3 separate regions of the Gossypium hirsutum genome follow, and regions 1 and 2 are each linked to region 3. The links are chromatin contacts, called in public Hi-C maps. All regions are on one chromosome and are shown on one strand. Each heading gives the region's core, a stretch centred on a gene start, on an enhancer-like site or on the middle of the called end of the contact. The rest is flanking DNA. Distances are from core to core; before and after follow the strand shown.

Region 1 (4,235 bases), core at 1,064-3,563, 180 kb after region 3:
CTTTTTTATTTTGCTTTGCCATTTGTTACTGAAGAACCAGTTGGGTTAAGCTCATCCCAAGCTTCAATCCATGTGACCATAGCCTCAGCCAACTTGTCAAAATATGGGTCAACTTTGCTTAGCTTTTCTTTGACCTGTTTAGCCAATTCAATGTAACATTTTTGGACAGTGGTGCAGTCTTTTGGAAGTACAATTTGTTGAAAAAATGGAATAATCTCTTCTTGCCAGAAAATACCCTTGTATTCCTTCCTTAAGTTCACAAATGGGTTACTTGCTTTGCTATGGTAGATATACGGTAGCCCGGTTTTGACCCCGAGTGCTAAATGGTCACATATCACCTACACAAAATCGTCGAATGGAGGTTAGCCGGTTACCTTGTAATGAAATTTGAAAATTTATAGAACGGTTTGGGTTTTGATGATATACCTTGGTGCACCAACCAGCCCACATGTCATCGTAACGACCGATAGGTTGACCGTCTCCCATGAGTCCAAAGTACATTGCAGGGCCAATGAGCTCACGGTCAAATGCCAAGTTCATACCGCACATAGGGAACAAAGTACCCTTTGGAATTGTCAAGACCGCGTCAACAAACCTAGTGTTCCTCTCGAGAGGCTTGACAAGTTGAGTTGGTGCGTCGTAATCTGGGATGTTTAGCCATAGGCCATGAGAGACGGCAGTGGGAACACCCTCGCGAAGACTGAAAGGGTAGCCACGAACGAAATCAGCACCGTCTCTGAAGGGATCATATAAGGTGTTGAAGAAGAAGGGTGTGGATGGGGACAATAGGTTCTTGATGTGTTGCTCAAGTGCATTGATTGCTTTACCAGATGGGTCCTTAGCAACCTAAAATCATAAACAATATACAGAATTTTTAGAATCCGAAAGTTGTAGATCACACTGCAAATCAATTATTTAGAAATTAGAAAGGTAAATTTTCATATGATAGAGCATGTGCTAAGCAGCTAAATGACCATTCCATGTGAAAAATAACTTAAAAGTTTTTAATCGTAAAAGCATCATAGAGGCACCTTGTACTAAGAGTTATATTGCATTTTATACCCTCAACTTAAAATACGTTAGATCAAAGAGCAAATTAACGTGATTGATGGAATAACCAAACAATGACATGTATTTATGTATAGAGACCAATTTTTAACCCTAGAAATGGATGGAATTTATAACAGAAATGCAATCCAACTCTTAATACTAAGGCTTCCGTAACTCTTAATACTAAGGCTTCCGTGGTAGTTTTACCTTCTTTAGTCAAATGAAAATAGATGAAATCACAATAGACATTCCATAATGCAGCATCATGCTATAAAAAAAATGCATAAATCAATTCAAATTATGAAATTATTGAGAAGGTTATTACTTATCAAATCGTTTCATATTTTTTATACAAATTTTAAACTACTCGTAATTTCCACATTCTCGGCAGGGACAGTGAAGGAGGCAGACAGGGACACTGGCTCCAAAATGACAAATTATCATTTTACTTAGTTTGATGGTAAAAATACACTCAGATCCCAAAGTTGAAAAAAAATTCAGTTTAATCTCTGTAAAATTTTAAAAAATAAGCATATACAAAGGCTATCCATATTGTGCACAATATGGTCATTACTCATTTCTAATACCCCGAAAATAAACTACTAGCTTCCTCCCTATGGGTCATTCCTAATACCAATAGAGCTAACACTATCCATATTGTGCACATTCCTCTCAAAATTATCAATTTCAATTGATAATATCCAATCAAAACAATGAAAAAAAATTCATCTTTTGACCAAAACAACAAAAACCCAGAAACCAAAACATCTAAAGATCAAGAATTAGACTAAAATACCAAAAACCCAGAATCCAAAACATCAAAATAAGATAATAAAAAAGAAGAAGAAAACTTACAAAACAGTCATCATCAATGGTGAAAATATACTTCTTCTTAGACACCATATAACCAAAGCAACGACAAGCAGAATCCTTGAATGAAATGCAAGAAGCTTTAGGACCCAAAATCCTATTAATATCATTCCTATTATAAAGTTCATAACCAAAACCATCAGGGACTTTGATAGTCTTTGAAGGATCACCATCTTGAACAATGATGAGATGGTAAGGTTGAAAAAATGGTCTCCACATCTCAAGAAAATCTAAGTTTCTTATAGTTGGTATAACAATGTCAAGTTCATCTTTTAGTTGAGGTACTGCGGGTGCTGCTGCTTGGGTTGCCGTTGCTGGTTCAGCCATTTTTGGATTAAAAAACAACAAAAAGAATGGGTTTTTTTTTCTTTTTCTTTTTGAGGGATTGGGTGAGAGGGAGATTTTGTGAATTAATGCGAGTATATATGGAAGGGGAAAAGAATGGCACGTGCGAAATGAAGTGGTGGCACGTGTGAAGAGACGTGCTTAAATGTAATTTGACTTCTTCAAAGAGGCAAAAAGCCTGAATCTAAGGCTTAAGGCAATTTCAATTGTTTTAAGGGAAAATTGTATCTGAGGTCACTAAATTAGTAGTAAATTTATGTTTTAGTTATTTAATTTTAAAAAATTACAAAATGATTATCATTGAATAATTCAAAAATTTTCATTTAAAGCCACCGTGCTATTAAAATCATTATTGTATTGCTTTCTATGCTCACATTGCCTATACCAATATCGAAAATTCTCTTCCCTTTCTATTCTACTCTTCAATTTCTTTTTCATGAAATAACTTTAAATGTCACAAATTTGTGAACCAATATCCAAAAAACTTTCTTCTTTAATATCCGACATTGTCCATTAGATCAACTTGAATCTAAGGTATATTTTTCTACTCGTTGATGTGTATTGATCTATCGTTCCAATCGTCGAATCATCGTTTAGAGTTAGCTAGTCAAAAAATTTTTTTTAAAAAAGTAGCATCCTAGTAACTTAAATAATTTTTTTTGAATAGTTTAGTAACTTAAATAAAAAATTTTAAATAATTCAGTGATTATTTAGTAATTTTATGAAGTTTAGTGACATTGGGTATAGTTTACTATTTTTTTAATGTAAGGGTTTATTTATTTATTTTACTTCTTGAGTTAATTAGATTTTTAAATTTTAAAATGTTGGAAGTCAACAAAGTATTAATATTATGTTAACAAAGATAATTAATTTATTCTTTGATTTAATGTACAAGGACTAATTTATTTATTTTTTAAGTAAAAAAATAAAATATAATCTAACTTCTAATACAAAATCCAAATGCAATATTAAAAGTTTTAGAAGGCAATAAATATATGCATTTCAACCTACCATTGAGAGAAGGAATGTGTTGCCATAAATGTAAATATTCCATCTCTGCAATATATTAATTTTAATGTGTTTTCTAAAAAGAAAATTGACTTTTCCTTCCCATGTATAACAAGTAGTGGAACAACTGGGATGCATGTATGTCTACATGAACCTATTAAAAATGGGTTTGTTTTTATTATTTAATTAAATTAAAAGACTAAAATATGAATCCATGTGCTAGAATATGTAGATTTATTAATAAATGCTGGCATGTTAGAGTCATTATTCCCAAATTGTTTTCCTCTGCCTCTTTTTATATTTAAATTATAATTAATTAGAAAATTGAATTAAAAATATATGCATGTATGTCGACGAATAAAAAAACATATCTTAGATCTAATACTTTAATATGATAATTAGTGTCGGAAATCAGAAAAAAAATTATTTAGATTTTGTTTCGAAAGTTCATGACGTTTAAAATTGATTTATAAAAAAAACTAAACTGTAAAAGAAAAAAAAAAGGAGAAAGAAGAGCTTTTGCTTAGTATAGACAGTGCGAATGGAGAAGACTATGTATTAATGATTCTAACAATCCACTGACTTAAATGAATATTTTTGTAGAATTTAGTAAGGGTGAGCGTTTGATCAAATCGAATCGAATGAAAAAATTTTGAGTTAATCGAGTTGACGAATCATATTTTATCATCTTAATTTAATTTGAAATTTTCTCGAATCAAATATATTTGTTCGAGTTAAATTTTAAAAAATAATTTTGGGTCCTTGTAACAACTGTCACCCATCGTAATAAAATTTGTCCACCGTAACCAAATTTTTTATTACCTTTCATCACCTCATAATTTATTTATTAATCTTTTATATATGGGTTAGCTTCTTTTCTTGCTTAGTTGTTTCAATTATCTTCATATTCTTGTCACTATATATTTTGGAATTAAAAAATATATTAAATGTAAAAATGTGAT
Region 2 (4,429 bases), core at 1,717-4,216, 220 kb after region 3:
ATGTTTATTTACCTCATTAATGGTGTCTAATTGTAGTTAAGTTACAATATTGTATAACCAATATTTACTTTTAAGCCCTTCAAACATTTTTAATTTATCAAGTAAAATTTTTTATTTACGCCATCAGAAATATCAGATTGTAGTTAAGTGACAGTATAATCTTTTCACACTCTAATCTAGCTATTTTTTTTTCTTATTTGATATAAATTGAAGATAGATTGATTAATACTTTTGAGGCCACCATGAAAGGTATTGACATTTGATCTTTAACAAACATTGGACGATAGCAATGAACAAAGACCCTTGATAAAGTCAAGTAAACTTGATTTACAATATGGCTATATGGCTACGACGAATCCTATATAACTATAAATCTTTTGATGATAAGGTGATTGAGGCTGGCCTGCGTCTTCATTTGCTTACTCCATATTCGAAGTCTTTATTTTCCTGTGGATGGTTTTAAATTTCCAACCCGTAATATGGGACGGAATGAGATGATTCTAACGTTTCAAAAGAAAAAAAAATCTTAAAAATTTCACACACAAATTTTATTGAGTTAATAATGAGATCTACCTGTTGAATGATTTCTAGGAATAAGACACTTTTTTTTTTTTGATTTTTTGATGTCATCTCTTATTTAAAGAAAATGCCATTTTGAAACAAAGTAGATATCAACCACACAAAAGATATCATTCAATAAAACGATGATGAGTCATTTTTATGCATAAGAAAATATTTTTATTTTTGTTAATAAATAACATTACTTTTTTTTTTGTTGTCTTCAATTTTTAATTGAGTCCACTTGACCTAGTTGAAATATGTTTTACAAATCCGGTCTTAAACTTTAATTTAAAGCTCGATTTTTGACAATTAAAACACAATTTTTTATCAAAATTTAATTTTCATTTGTCTAAACTATACTGATAATTATCTAATTATTAGTTTCTTTTTTGGTCACTAATCATTAAATAATTAAAGGAAAAATAATATGACAACTTTTAAAATAAGCATAATAACAACTTTAATTCTTAATATTTATACAACGTGTCAATTTAGTTTTGATTCTAGAAAATTTATTCCTCAACATTTACACTTTGTGTAATTTAGTTTTTTTTTTAAAGTTTTGTTTTGCTTTACTTTGTGACCCTTTCACCTAAAAAGTTAAAGAAAACAAATTTATCAACTAAATTTGATAAAAAAAATATACCAAAAATGGAAACACCAAAAAATTTAATATAATAATTTTTAAATTTTCTCATTCTTTTAAAATTAACCCTTAACATCACAAAAAAAAAATTTCAAAAAGAGACTAAAATATACAAGGTGTAAATGTTGAGGGTTAAATATTTCAATATCAAGACTAAATGAACACAATATTAAATGTTTAGATCAGTTAAAGTTGTTATCATGCCAATTTTAAAAGTTTGCAAGTAATCTTCCCGATAATAATTTAAAAACTAGTGACTAAAAAAAGAAAAAGTCAAATAGTTAAATGACTATTTTATAGCTTTTCATAATTGAATGAAAAAAAATATTTACTAATAGTTGAGTGAATACAAAGTAATTAACTTAATTGAAAATATGTTTATGTAAAGCAAACATGCTTTATAAACAAAAAAAAAAAAACATGTAACATAAATTGTTAAAACTAGATATCTTGATTCACTTGGGACTGAGCTCCATCACTAACTTGACAATTTTGTTCAACATCCTCAATTTCTTGCATTTGCAAAGCGAGCTCAAGTCTATTTGCTACATCATTCATGGAACGCGTTTCGCAACCATTTTCATGAATACAATTTTCTGCAACATTGGAAAATGTTCTTAAACAGCTGGGTGAAATTTTACCTTTCAGAAAAGGATCGATGCTTTCATTAATACTCTCATTCGCCACACATTTTCGACCCCAATCAGCTAAACTGATCTGTGAATATTCTACTTTTGAATCGACTGCCAGTCTAGTAAACAACACTTCGAATAGCACCACTCCGAAAGAATAGACATCCGACTTCTCAGTCAATCGTACACGCTTGTAATATTCAGGGTCCATGTAGCCGAAAGTACCTTTTACCACTGTTGTAAGTGGAAAATTTGTCATGCTAATTGGACTCATTTTAGACAAGCCGAAATTAGAGATTTTAGCTACATATTGCTCATCCAGCAAAATGTTGGTGCTCTTAACGTCCCGGTGAATGATTCGATGAATTGCTCCTGAATGTAGGTAATCTAATCCACGGGCTGCATCGATACAAATTTTCAGTCTCTGTTTCCATGACAGGGGATTCCTTTTCGTGTTGTAGAGATGGTCACGGAGAGTTCCATTTGCCATGTACTCGTAGATAAGAATCATCTCGTTGTTATCGTTGCAGTAACCGATTAGAGACACGAGATTCACATATCGAAGCTGAGAAAGCAGTTGGATTTCTATCCAAAACTCTCGTGCTCCTTGTTGGGACAAGGAGTTCAATCGCTTGATTGCCACTTCAGATTTGATTCTTGAGATGAAGCCCTTGTAGACGTTACCAAATCCGCCGCGCTCTATGACGAAAGCATCGTCAAAGTCGTTGGTTACTGCTTGGATTTCTGCTAATGTAAAACACTGGCATAGTTGGTCTGGCAATGGTGAAGCTTTTCTTCTTTCCTTCGACTTTCGAATTGAAAAAGAATGACGTTTTTTTCGCCAGAAAATCATGGAAAGTAGAAGGCAAAGCAATACAGTAGCTGTGCATCCCGGGGTAGCTCCAATGATAGTCTTCATAGGAAGCAGATTCTCTTTGCCCTTCTTCGGTTGCTTGTTGCCTGGTTTTCGTGATGCATGACTCGAACTCGGTTGTGGATTTGGCACAGCAAGACTACCGTCGGATTTGTTGAGTCTAAAAATCTGTAAACCATGTAGTATTGCATCAACAAACTGCGAACGAGCAGGGTCTAACGCTAGCCATAAAATTTGCTTATTTTGACCTTCATTTGGAATCAACACAACATAGTCTTTATACACCGGAATGCTATACCGCCACTCCAATATATCACATCGGCATCCTTTTGAGCCGTACGGTTGTTGATGAAAATGTCAAAGACTCGTTGACCTGCCTCTGTAAATTCTAATAGAGTCTCGCAGAAATGGAGCCTAAGGAGGTAGTTGAAGCCACCATCAATATCGAAGTTCCATGTCAGATTGTAATTCATATTGATATATGGATCCCTACCCATTGTTCTTGATTGGGTGTAGACAACAGCCGGAGCTGTATATGCCGGGGTGTCTTTGGAGTATTTGATTGTAACATTAGATCGAGTAGGAGTAATTCCCCGTGCACCTCCAAAGATATAAGGTGTATCGTCAAGCCACGTTCGAAACATTCCGGTATCATTGACGTTAGCCGCGGTTGCTTGGCCAACGTTTAGACTATAAACAGTTTCAAAAGCAGTAGCATCAGGGATGTCAAAGGGAATCTTACTATTTACGAAAGATATAGAGTTATCTTGGTGTTTTACATACAAGTTCTTCGGCATGGAAACAGCTTCAATACCGTTCACAAAGGCCAAAGAGTTGGGCGACGGCCAAAAAGTGACATTCAGCTTCTCAGTTTCGAAACATGGTACCATAAACTCCTTGATCAACGAGGCTCCCTGGTTATCCTCAGAAGAAAGTGTTAAATAAGCAATGAAATTTTGGAGGAGAAGGTGATCGTTGGCTGTAACATAGAAGAAAGAAGTGGATCCATCAAAGCCAGAGTATTGGAACGGGTAGAAATATAAACGAAGAAACTTAAGGCCAGGTGATACTGGAAAGCTATAAGTAAATGTCTCATGAAAAACTCTAGCAGTCATGTAAGGAGTTCGAGTAATAGACTGGTCTTGCCTAGAGGCTGTGGATGCAAATGAAGTGTTCTTGGAAAAGATGGAAAATTTGGATCCTTCATCGGTGATCCATTTCCGGCCTTCTTCCGATACAGAATCTGATGATGAAGATGCACCACAGTTGAGGAGAATATAATCAGTTGGTGTATAGGCTGCTGATTCGTCACCCATGGCTATAGTATGGAGAACCAACAGGCAGACAATAAAAGTGAGCATTGCATGGGACTCAATTGATTTCTTTTTGGATAACTAATTGAATGTTGTAGGAAAAACCTAATTTATAAGCAATTATAGAGGGCTGGAGAGGCCAAGAAAATTCATCAAATTCTAATAAACCGTGATACTTGCTTAAGTCTTCTAATAAAGACGGAAACTGCCTTCTTTGGTCATTGGCTCATTGCACCAATTTAAGCTTCAATCTTGTACTAGACCTATTCATGTCCCATACGTCTTATTTGGGTAACTAATGGAAAGAATAGTCTGCTATTGTAAGTCCATCAAGTAACAATAAAAAGGATGACTTTGAAAGAAAAAGATAGTAGTCTAGACTACGAGGAATTAAGAAAACAAC
Region 3 (3,970 bases), core at 273-2,772:
TTTATCTATTGTTCTTAAGTGTGAAAAATTATTTGTTTAATGTCAGTTTAGTAATTAAATGAACATCAAAAAGTATTTTTGTCAATTCAAAATTTTTTCTAAATTCATATTTTTTTATATATATTATAAATATATGCATATTAAATCTTAAATAAATTAGAATATTTAATTATATCCAAAAATTACATATACCACAAATATAATTATATTATTAATTTTTTTTTATAAAGGTAATGGATATTCAGGGATCTTACTTGAAATTATATAAAATGAAACTTAAAACACAATTTTTTTGCTACTCATGTGTGGTTTAATTGGAAATTATATTATTAAAATAAATAATATATTCTCATTTAGTTGTCTTGTTTAATTGCTATTTTCACCCTAATTTTTTTCTCACATTTATAGGAATTTAATATTTATTTAAGTGTTGCACAAGTATAGTAAAAAGGATAGGTAATGTACATTTCATCAATTAGAATTAAAATATATTTGAAGTTAGATTAGAATAAATTTAAATAATGTGAATTAATGATGAGGTTTAAATCTAAAATAACTTAATAAAGAATTTACACGTGGCATTTGCATATGATGGCACTCGAACAATTTTGTATACTGTTTAGTATTTATAATTGTCTTTTTCAACAATTTCGTTTTCAAAGTTTGAACCTGCATTTTTTTTTTTAAAGTATAATGCACTTTACCATTATACTCAATATTTATTAACTTAAGATTTTAATCTTGGGCGATATTATTTAGGAAAATAATGTTTTTTAATAAAAAAACCTTTTAAATAATTTTGGTTGACTAAATTGAGGGCGAAAGTCATTTATATAATTTAATATAACAATAAAGCATGCCTTTAAAACGAAAACTTTTTTTAATAAAAAGAAAGAAAACTAGAAATTTGCCTAGCTATATAGATACAACAGGGTATCCTAGGGAAGATAGGTAGATTTGTTTTTTCTTTTTTTCTTTTTTAATATCACATTCTCCTTTGTTTTATGTAATATTTTAATCAAGCAGAAGAATCTCTGACCCTTTTTATTTAATAATACAAAATAAGTCTCAAATAGCATCTAATAAATTATAACCAATATATTATATTGAATGAAACAAACTAGTTAAGCTTGAAAAATAAATTCCAGAATTTTTTAAAATCTTAGCATATAATTAAAATAGTATTTTAATTAACATTTCGTATTATAATCAATGTTGCATGCATGAAAACAAAGAGTGACAAAATCAACATTTCCAATCCAAATACAATAGGGGACAAAATCACATTCAAGCTTTTTTAAAAAAAAGAATACTAATCTGTTTTCATTAATTTTTAAATTGGATATTAGCTGATATAGTTATTTAAAAAAAATAAAATTGGTGAGCTTTCCTAAGCTCTGTATTTATCACAGAAATCAATATTTTTAATTAATTAAGCAACAATGTCCAAAAACCCTAATTTTGACTAATTGGGTTTTTGAACTTTGAGACTCTCTTCAAATTCCAGATTTCATCTCTTTGATTAGTTTTTAAGCAAAGAAAAAGAACCTATTTTTATTCACCGAAGATGTTGCATATAAGGTTCATAGATATAATACTTTGGGTTTTCTTAGTTTTATATACCCTCAAGAAGTCCTCAATGCATTCTCATCAAGGTATATATATATTAATTGGTGTAACTTTTATCTTTTAGATCACTCTTGGTTAAGATTATCTTGTTATTTCAATTTTTGTTCTAGGTGATGAAAGTAAAGAATATGTTGTATCTGTTCGAAAGGTTGGGTTTCGAATCTTAGTATCTACAATCCTATTACGATATCTTTTGTATTAAAAAGATTATATATATATATTTATGCAGGAATTTGATGAGGGTTTTAGAGAAAGGAAAATGGGAGGACATGAAGTAGGTGTGGATTCAAAGAATTCAGGTGCAAATTACAGCTATGATGGCAAATGTAAAACATGGGATCATGAAACTAAGGTTGAAAGAGATGATTTTGTAGCTCTTGGTGATGATTATGGTGGCCCTAAACGTCACCCTCCTGAGCATAACTGAGCAAAAAAAAAAAAAAATTAAAGGCATGCAAATGCAGCACTTAGATCCTTTTTTTTCTTTGTATGTTTATAAGCTGGGTAAATTTTAGGGACATTAAGATATTGTGTGAATATCTAATGACATGTATGGAAAGAAAAAAAATTGTTCTTATAAAAAGGGATGTTTTTGGTGCTTGAAATGGTTTGAGAAATGAATACGACTTTCGTCTAGTACTTACATGTTACAGGTTTAAATTCTTTCATCCCCTTCTCTTCTAATATTGTATTTAAGCAATATTCATTATAAATGTTGTGTATTGAATGCAGGTGGGAATAATGATGCTGAAATTATGTCCACCCAAAAATTTCACGATCAAGCAAGTAATCAGGTTCTCTTTCTCTCAAGTGGTTTATATAATTATTCTATATTAGGTAAATTACACTCAAGATTATTAAATTATTAGTAAGTTTAAATTTTGGTTACTCAACTTCAAAAGGTTATAAGATGGTCATTAAACTATTCGAAAGTTTTCATTTAAGTAATTGGGTTATTAAAATCGTTGTTGTATGGCCTTATCTATTTGCACCATCTACACCAATCAAAAGCTCCCTTTCCCCTTCTCTTTTACAACTCAATTTTTTCATGAAACAACTTTAAACATTATGAATCTTCAGACTAAAATCCAAACAATTGTCCCTCAGATACTGACTATTAGATTGATTTGGATCCAATGTATATTCTTCTACTCATCGATGGATACTGATCCACCGTACTGATCGCCAAATTGTAACTTGGAGCTCGCTAGCTGGTCCTAAAAAAAAAAAAACTTAACAGCCCAATGACTTAAATAAAAACTTTTGAATAGTTTAGTGACTATTTTGTATCTTTTTGAAGTTGAGTGATCAAAATGTAAACTTACTAATAGTTTAATAACATTGGGTGTAGTTTAATAACCTTGAATAATAAATTAGGTTAAATTATGAGTTTGATCCCTCTGTTTTTGCATAAAATTTTGATCCTTCTATTATAACAAAATTAGAGATTTAGTCTCTTTCTCTCTCTCTATATATTTGATAGTTGTTAAGGGAATTTTGACCACTTGGAGAGAAATGACCCCTCAATAGGGTGGATAATAGACCTGTTCAACAGGTCTATGGGGTTTATGGAGGGAGAGTGCCACCTACCAAGTAAATCTCAGCATTTGCTATTTCTGGGATTTGAATCCATGCCTTTATATGGCATTGTTAAGTAAGGAGGATGCCATTTGTCCTACTTTTATGATGTCATTAGTTAGTTCAATAATTAATACCACTAACTATTCTACTTAAAATATTGACATGAAATTTTCTTAAAAACACCCATTCCAACAAAAAAAATAATACATATTAGCATGATACAGTGGAAAGGGTATTTAAAAAAAATTGCGAAACATTATAAGCAAAATATTTAATGTTGTTATTAGTTTATTTAGATCAATAAATAACATTCTAAAAGTAGATGAGTCAAATTATGCCAAACAAAATATAAAAAAGTAAATATCAAATTTGAATATAATAGAGGGATCAAAATCATAATTTGACATCAAAAACTAAATTATTAATTATTAATATGTTCTCTTAGTACATACAGGTTGAAGGGCACTCTAAAGCAAAACCTAGCTTGAAGAATCTTTCTTCAAGACTTGATAATGATGAACCTACAGTCATGGGCAACACAATTGAATCAAAAAGGCTATCCGAGGTAGATGCTAAAGAAGTTATAAACTTGATGAATAAAGATTACAAAGGATTGACCAACCTCGACAAAAGCCACCCATAAACAATCATGTACCAAAGCATTGATTGAAGTTTCTTGTTTTGTAATTGTAACCTTTGGGCTATGTTTTTTTTTTGGGCTCACAATTTTGCATCTTATCATTGAAGTGAAGTCATTTTA

What was found. Hi-C and Micro-C count contacts between places; a contact is called where the count stands out from the background.
Region 1: a contact with region 3 is called in a Hi-C map of leaf, with 2.3 times the contacts expected there. The contact joins the promoter of LOC121232118 here to the promoter of LOC107919781 in region 3. A contact is called at or near these places in 10 of 34 Hi-C or Micro-C datasets (callus, hypocotyl, leaf and 2 more).
Region 2: a Hi-C map of leaf shows a contact between it and region 3, with 2.1 times the contacts expected there. The contact joins the promoter of LOC107955915 here to the promoter of LOC107919781 in region 3. A contact is called at or near these places in 3 of 34 Hi-C or Micro-C datasets (all in leaf).

The regions. Positions count from the first base shown.
Region 1 is chrA07:12,287,866-12,292,100 of Gossypium_hirsutum_v2.1, forward strand. It overlaps LOC121232118 (UDP-arabinopyranose mutase 1), which reads right to left and starts at 2,314. Exons shown (of 3, transcript XM_041117577.1): 1 at 1,906-2,314; 2 at 427-846; 3 at 1-338. The coding sequence starts at 2,247. The coding sequence ends at 6.
Region 2 is chrA07:12,336,164-12,340,592 of Gossypium_hirsutum_v2.1, forward strand. LOC107955915 (receptor-like protein kinase FERONIA) reads right to left here and starts at 2,967. Exons shown (of 2, transcript XM_016891696.2): 1 at 2,962-2,967; 2 at 1,518-2,881. The coding sequence starts at 2,967. The coding sequence ends at 1,649. It overlaps LOC121232121 (probable receptor-like protein kinase At5g39030), which reads right to left and starts at 4,074. Exons shown (of 2, transcript XM_041117581.1): 1 at 3,497-4,074; 2 at 1,518-3,403. The coding sequence starts at 4,074. The coding sequence ends at 2,974.
Region 3 is chrA07:12,113,366-12,117,335 of Gossypium_hirsutum_v2.1, forward strand. It overlaps LOC107919781, which reads left to right and starts at 1,523. Exons shown (of 5, transcript XM_041117574.1): 1 at 1,523-1,655; 2 at 1,740-1,777; 3 at 1,859-1,928; 4 at 2,362-2,423; 5 at 3,665-3,956. The coding sequence starts at 1,568. The coding sequence ends at 3,853.